Regions from separate parts of the Rattus norvegicus genome. Here region 1 is linked to region 2. Evidence: chromatin contacts called from public Hi-C data. All regions are on one chromosome and are shown on one strand. The core of a region is the stretch at or near the end of the contact, and the rest is flanking DNA. Distances in the headings are between cores, read along the strand shown.

Region 1 (4,083 bases), core at 1,165-3,664, 100 kb after region 2:
CCTCCAAAGATAGAATTACTAACTTTACAAATAAGTAATTGCAGAAGCAGGAAGGTTTCCAGAACGTTTTTAATACTATGATAAAGACACTGACTACAAAGCCCATTCTTAGTCCATAAAGCAACACTGCATATAATATGGAAATATTTTCATACTCCCATTGTTTGAAACAACACACATCCTTTCAAAGAAAAGGAATCGTGGCTTCCTAATTCCCATCTTAAATGCCTTCCTGATCTCCTTCATGTCTTTAACACATATCTGACCAGGAAAATTGAGTTACTTAATTTTGGGAAAACATTTATTGCATATGTTCTTATAAGAAGGATTTTTACATTCGGATTTTACTATGACATGCTGAATAATACTGTTTGTCTGGATTTTTTTGTTTGTTTGTGTTTTGTTTTCCTTAATGGAAGGAGGCATCCTTCCCAATTAGTAGCAATATTGGCAAATCAATTTAAAACAGCACTAAAAATGTGCATTCCGAATAAGTCAAGAATGTGGCTTATTAAATGCCACAACTTATTTGACACAAAATGCAAGAGAGGCAACCGAGTTCTTATGTAATAGGCCGAGTCAAAAGCACTAAAATATAAATAAGTGAAAGTGCGGTTTCTTAATAAGACTGGATGATTTTTTGTAGCATCTTAAGGGAATTCTTAGACTTCTCGTGTTTAAAATTAAACAGTTGGAACCTTCTGCCAATTAAACGAAGCTCTACAGATGGCTTTTACCCTTTTGCTTCACGACAAAAAGGATATGCGATCGTTTTTATGGAAGATTATCTAAAGAGAACATTACCGTAAATCCATGCCATAAATATTAGACACCCCCTTTCTCCTGGCTGGAATATGCACTAGATGCTTGCGCTGACACCTAACGTGATGGATGTTCTAGGCCAAATCTTAAGTAATCGCTGTCGGGTTCCAGCTAGCATAGATGTACTTCTAGTGTACCCCCAAAACTCCAGGGTTCAGCTCGCTGCCAACAAAGGACAGCAAGTGATTCCCCGCGGCATAAAAGCCAGGAAGGCTACCTTGGGCTTTGTTTTTGTTATGTAAAATGCATTAAAGTGACTCACCCACTTAAGACTACCTACTCTGAGCAGCTTTAGAGTACCTTCAAGAACCAAAATAAATGCTTTCCCAGAATGCCAGATAAGCTATTCAGCGCATTTAAAAATATGTATATGTGCCACTGACTCTGATTCCTTCTTGCACCCCGAGAGAGCAGAGCGGAGAATGGTAGCATTGCATTCCCTTCCTGCCGTGTGACTATAGCTACCTTTCAACACTCTATTTCTAGAATAGCAACGGTTTCTTTCTCTCTCTTTTTGAAAGTTATTTTAGAAATGTTAAAAATAAGGGAAAATTGCAGGAGACTGGGGAAACAGTCCCACCCTCAAAGAATAGAGGTTCTATTCATTCTAAGAACTGGAACCGCGTGTCTGTCGGCTCTCAGATGTTTCAAATAAAGGGTTGGGTAGGTTGGCTTGGGTGGCTCTTGTACCTGTGAGCGCTGGGGTGGACAGCTCGCTCAGCTGCCGGGAGCGAACTGGCTAAATACCAGGGAAGCTGTCAGGCGCTCCTAGTAATTTGGGATCTAAATGAGTTTGGACAGCAGAGAAATTAGCATCCTAGAGGCCAAGTACAGAAGAAGCGCAAGCTACCGGGTCTGCCTGAAATTAACTCTGAAATACCTAACGGAAACTCAACTTTTCATCTGGCTGGGTTTGGTGGGAGCTGGGTATGCCTACAAAGTTTTTCCCCCAAGTCCGGCTACAGTCTTCAGCTTGGAGCATCCTCGGAGACCAGGTTGAGACGCCGCCGACGGCTGGCTGACGTTCCCTGGGACGGTGCGGCCCGCCGAGGCTCGGCACGCCGGTTCCGAGCTCACTCCGGCGGCCAGCAGCGCATCACCGGGCGGCCCAGCCTCCGAGGCTCCCAGCCGCGCTCCCCGCCCCCACGGGCAGCCCGCCCGGCATCGAGCGGGGACCCCCGCCTCCAGCCCCACCCCGGGCCCGCCGACTTACGTGACGGGCGAAGGGAAGGGCTCCTCGCTCGAGGGGCCGATCAGCCAAGATTGGAAAAGTGTCAGAGTCAAGGCCAGCAGGCAGCCAGCAGCCATCTTCGCGATCGAAGATCAGTGCCCTCCCTGCCGGCCCGGAGGCGGCGGAGCTGCACGCGGCGAGGGACTGAGCCGGGGCGCCGACGTCTGCCGGAGGGCGCGTGGAGAGAGGCGGGCAGGGCAGGGCACGGGCGGGCCGGCCGGGCGGGGCCGGGCGGACTCTCTAGCGCGTGGCTGCCGCTCCGTGCCACGGCTGCCTCGCCTGCGCCGCCATCAAGGGCGACTGTGGAAACGGAGCTCGGCCAGCCTGCCGGCGCCCGCGCGCTCTGGCTCCCCGCGCTCGCCTCCCTGATTTATCTGCGGTCGCCGAGGAGAGGGCGGGGGCGGGGCGGGGGCGGAGGGGGCGGCGCGGGGACGCGGCGGCTGCGGGGATGGGGGTGGCCGGAGCGGGGATCGGGCTGCCTTCCCCGGGCGGATCTCGGGGAGGCGGCTGTGGGTGGGCAGCGGGAGGGCCGGGCGTCAGAGCCGGGCGGGGACGGCCCGGGCGCAGCCCTCCATACAAGGCAGAGAGGAACTCCCAAAGTCGCCGTCGCCTGCTCCCGCCGCGGGGCGTGCGGAGGCCGAGCGGACCCAGCCCGAAGGTGCTCCCCGAGGGACCACCGGCAGCCTGCGAGCATCCACCGTTCGCGCAGGCTCCAGCCGAGCACTTTGCTCGCCTCCTCCGGGTTATTTTTTGCACAATCTGGCTGGGGCCCCCAAACCCTTCTCCCAGGCGTAGAATCCGCTGCCTGCCTAAGAATCATGAAGTGATTTGACAACACATGTAGGAGGGGTTTGTGGTGCTTTTGAAAGCGCCGCTGTGAACTCAACCAGGTGGCCCTGGTTTTCACGGTGTGCCAGGGGTTAGGGCCTTTGGTAGGGCTCTAATGGTGCCAGCGGCCCTACGCCAACGTACAAGTAGACTTGGTTTACCTGGCGGGGACAGAGCCTCAGAGGCGGGCTGGGAATGGATGAAGAACAGCTGGCAGATGCTGTAAGATGTCTTTCCTACTGTTCCAAAGGAATGAAGACTAGAGGGACCAGTACTCCTTGCAGGGTGGTTAGTGTTGCAACCGGGCTTTGGTAACATTTTAGCAAGCCACCTTCCAACTGGTTGAAAAATTCCCTGTCCTGACCACTGGACTGCTTTGTGAACAAGGTTGTAGCCTGATGAATTCACTCTGTCAGCGTGAACACAGAACCGAGGCTAACCTCAGAAACAGGTGGCCCTCTGCAAACTACATCTGAAATATGGAGGAAGGGCTGGTTTTACCTCCACCCTGGGGAGAAGCAGGGCGAGGGAGGGTCTTCTGGAAAGAGCAAAACAAAACAAAACAATCTTTTCCTGCCTGGCTCAGGCCACCTTGGAGGAAAGACTTAGTGGGCCGCTGTGAGAAAGACTTCATGGAACAGCCCGAATTCTTAAGCTGCTTGCAGAAGGATATGAAAACACTTTGACGCGAAATCAGAGAATACAGTTCGTGATGAGAAAAAAAGACCCTCACACTAAGGCGAAGAAGCTGTCATGGTTTTGTGGCTGTAAGGTGGTTAATCACCCCTCCCTCGGGCCCAAGGGTTCATATAAGGGTAGATAGACCTCTACTCAATTGGAACTGACCAAACAAAGAGATGGTGACTGTGAGGGTGATGGCTGACCAGCTCACACAAGTATTTGTGGTTTTATGGTGTTTGGCCCGGTAGCTTAGCTTTCCCTTCCCCTGTATCTCTCCCTTTTCACGCCTTACTTGTTTTCTTTATGTCCCCTGCATCTCAGTCTTGCCCTTTGTTTCCTTCTTCCTACTCAGAGTGGCTTCACAAAGGCACCCCAGAGCGACTTAACTTAGTTTGTTTTGTGCTAGGCACCAGAGCTGCAGGGATGAGGGATGCAGTGGGCTGTAATGGGATTGAGAGCTACAGCTCTGACGGGGATTTGACAATTGCAGATACCTTTTCTTCCCCAAATTAGACTCCCAT
Region 2 (4,052 bases), core at 1,364-3,863:
AATTCAAGCATTTGGGCTAATAGCCACGTATTGATGAGTATATACCATGTGTGTTTTTCTGTGATTGGGTTAGCTCACTCAGGATGATATTTTCCAGTTCCAACCATTTGCCTACGAATTTCATAAAGCCGTTGTTTTTGATAGCTGAGTAATATTCCATTGTGTAGATGTACCACATTTTCTGTATCCATTCCTCTGTTGAAGGGCATCTGGGTTCTTTCCAGCTTCTGGCTATTATAAATAAGGCTGCGATGAACATAGTAGAGCACGTGTCTGTTTTATATGTTGGGGCATCTTTTGGGTATATGCCCAAGAGAGGTATAGCTGGATCCTCAGGCAGTTCAATGTCCAATTTTCTGAGGAACCTCCAGACTGATTTCCAGAATGGTTTTACCAGTCTGCAATCCCACCAACAATGGAGGAGTGTTCCTCTCTGATCTTAGAATTCGTAAGATCTTACAAAGTAAACCAGAAAATAATGCATACCAGTATGATTAAGAACGCACTAACAGAACTCAGTCTTACTGTTTAATGCAAGCTGAATACCACCCAACTCTGAAGACTGGCCTGTACTATATCTACAAGTCTGTGTTTACATAAGCTCCCACGATTGCCCAGAAATCTTGAGACTCACTGCTTCTTAAGAGGAGAACATTCCTTTCTTTTGTACTTGCTGTCACAAAACAGAGAAGTAGGAAATTACTATTGTCACACAAACACAGCGAAAATGTAGACTGTTGGCTCTGTCTGTAATGGACGCCTACTTAGGTGGCAATAAAGCCCAGGCAGATCACTGGGATAATTCCTCTGCGAGCATTCAGCTGAGAGGAAAAGTATGGTCTGCCTTGACAGGAACTGCTTTTAAGTCTTTAAACTGTCCTCCGTCCAGTACTTATTCCATAGGCCTTCCATGCAGCTGAGGAATGGTGTTTTAGAAGTCAGTGGGCAAGCCTAAATACTCAAGAGCAGCAGAGACTGAGCCGGTAACTAACACAGAGGAAGTTTCCTCAGGACAGGCATGAGGTGACACTTGCTGCTTCTTAATATGCTGATTTAGCTTCCAGCCTTGATTGGGCAATTGCTGTGAAGTGTCAGCTAAGAGCTAGAGCCTGCCCTTTAGATGAGAGATTTGATCATAGAAGCACAGCAACATTAGCAGCCCTGGCGTTCCTGGCCCTGTGGCTGGCAGACATTTGACAGCACAGAAATAAAAGAAAGAGCAATTCCCAAAAGATAGCAGTCACAGAATTATAGAGTGCCAGTTGAACAAGCATTCGGGGCTGAGGAATGGCTGTGAACATGATAAATACCTATACATTAAACTGAAAATCCTAGAGTTTGTCGCATGTCCTTAATGCTCTGTGGATAAACCCAGCTGCCTCCAGGTTTCGCCTGTGCCACATCTATGTCTCTTGTCTTTCTCAATACACACGTGCTGAATTCTCACTATCTGTAATTTAAAATGGTTAATTAAGTTCATCTACCAAAAAAGCTGCTGATCTCAGCCACTGTAAGAATGAATAGAGGGTCCATCAAGATGGCTCACCAGGTATTGCTCCTCTCCTTGACATGGGCACATACGCAGGCACGCATGCACGCAGGCTCGCACGCACGCACGCACGCACGCATGCACGCATGGTCATGTCCTGATCGCATAAGCTTTAATGTCGACACCAGTTTCTTAAAACCTCCATCATTCTTTGTTCAATTTTTTTCTTTTTTATTCACAAACTAAATCCATCAGGAAATTATAAACTTATTTAAAAACTGAAAAAAAAAAAAACCTCCATCATTAGTAACAGCTCCACTAGAATAAGACTTGTAGGAACCAGGAAACTTTTGCTAGTTTATATATAGGTCAAAATGACCACACTTAACCATGGGTCTTTTGACCTCTTTGTCCACCTTAAGCATTTTGCCTCAAAGGCTTAAGATGGAGAAGTCTCCCCCACCTTTCCATTTGGTTCAGTCCAGATTCCTTCCTCTTCTAGTCCTCCTATTCCTTTACACATTTTGCAAGCGATGATACCTACCTCTATACTACACATCTAATGCGAAATTGTACATCATTTTATTTGAAAACAAGTTACGAACCTAGAGTTGAATGAGTGTGGGTGATAGGCTTTAAACATAAGTCTATTACTACCACCTGATATTGTCCTCTCAACCATGTAGCAAAGAGAGGAAGTCGAAGAGGAAGAGTGGAAAGCAGAAGGGACTGGGACGAGCCAGGTCAGAAGTAATCTATCAGAATCTTGTGTAGGAAGCGCTCAGCAGAGGGTCTGAGAACTAAGTACGCGTGCTCTGCAGGAGAGAAAGGACTCCACATCCCCGTGACAACGGGACAGTTTAAAGGCCAGTTCTGGGAGTGGGTTAAAACGTCCAAAAGCCCAACAGAAATAAAGTCCTTAGTGCAGTGTCTGCTATATGAGAAGCATTCGATAAATTACTCTTGTTTTAATTACACTTCTATTGTGAGGTCTCATATAAGGCACTTGACGTGTTTAGACATTTTGCCATTTAAACTGAAAAGTGTCGTCACTCTGCTGAGAAGCTGTGAGGACTCATGTCATTTCAGTGGCTATTATTAGTGAGTCAAAGTACAGTAACCAACAAAGACATCCCACATAATAAATTTAGCTATGTGGTTTGGATCTGTTGTTTGGAACTGCCCATTTGAGAAGTAGAACATGTGGTAATAATGAACACGTCTGCAAGAGAGAAAGTTGATAGGACGAACCAACAGAAAAATGCCACTTGACCATCCACACTGCAAAGAAAAGTTCCACGTGCATGCATATCAGAGCAAATTACTTATTTAATTATTTTCCTGCTTAAAAGGCCACATTATGTCACTGCACTTGGGATAAAAATGGCTGAGGCGATAATATGCAGGGTAATAAATTCTCTCTAAATGTTCTAGCTAGCAAATGAGTCATGATTATTTATTACTGGCCCTTTACATCAGCAGACATAGAATTTCTCAGTGTCAACAGTCAGGGGGTGGGGGGAATTGTTTCACAATCTACCAGCATTTACAGGAAAAGCTATAATTGAGGAAGAAGGAATCCAAGGACTAAATGCATAAATTAAGCAGGGAAGGAGTGGAGTCCTCTGTAACTAATGTCTCAGCTGTCAAGACAAACTCGGTTTTTGCTTCCAGTTGGGTGTTAAGGGTGTCAGTTGCTACAGAATAAGAGTGTAGAGGATAGTAGGTCACACAGCTGCAAGGCCCTGAGCCTCATGCTTCCTGTACTGAGGCAGCGCATACAGGAGAAGTCACAGGACCTACGTCTGTCATCACTCACTGCAACTCTAAGGACAAGGGATTTGTAAATACATTTCTGGGACAGATGTTCTGGGACAGATGTCTGTTCATTTTGAACTGATCATCTTGTCAACAACACCAGCATTAATCTACAGAGATGAGGATTAGTCGTTGGCATTATTATGACAATTAAGAATATATCATTTAAAGTTAGGTTCTCTTTATAGAAGCCATTTTTATTTATTATCCACAGCCAAATGTAACCAGGCCATTCCTATCCAAACCAATCAACAGTCCCATATTTACACAAACAAGAAAGGAAGAGAAGAAATAAGTAGAAGGAGTAAAAAGTTCCATTTCCTTCAAAAGAATACGTCATCTACTTTCTGATTCAATTACTTAGAAAATGAAATTTTTATAAAATCAAAAGGTATATGTGAATACATGTATACCTGTATGTACATATAGAGCTGATACTAATGTTACTAATAACCCATATATACACATATACATACATGTATTTATATATGCATACATGTGTGTATATATAAGCATGCATATGTGTATATATGTATAAGCATAAAAAGGTGTACATGTATACATATATATTTATGTTTATGTATACATGAATATGTGTGTGCATATATATGTGTATGTGTGTATGTATATGCCTATAAGTATACATGTATATGTGTATACACATATATATAGAGACTATGAACAACATTAGTATGAATTTTTTAATAATCATCCTAAATACCAGTAGGAGAACTCATAATAAGTA

Evidence for each region. A called contact is a pair of places that touch in the nucleus more often than the background predicts.
Region 1: a contact with region 2 is called in a Hi-C map of Schwann cells, with 2.5 times the contacts expected there. The contact joins the promoter of Cacna2d1 here to the enhancer-like site in region 2. A contact is called at or near these places in 2 of 12 Hi-C or Micro-C datasets (the A7r5 cell line and Schwann cells).

Annotation. Positions count from the first base shown.
Region 1 is chr4:20,327,733-20,331,815 of GRCr8, forward strand. Cacna2d1 (calcium voltage-gated channel auxiliary subunit alpha2delta 1) reads right to left here and starts at 2,415. Exons shown (of 39, transcript NM_012919.3): 1 at 2,036-2,415. The coding sequence starts at 2,130.
Region 2 is chr4:20,227,503-20,231,554 of GRCr8, forward strand. The region is part of intron 3 of Cacna2d1 (calcium voltage-gated channel auxiliary subunit alpha2delta 1); the gene reads right to left. Among named protein-coding and RNA genes, the nearest start is that of Cacna2d1, 100 kb to the right of the region's middle. Within about 2 kb of position 2,614, at least 7 of the 93 cell types and tissues checked have an H3K27ac peak or open chromatin away from gene starts, as enhancers often do. A contact at or near this core is called in the A7r5 cell line and Schwann cells, where this site is marked.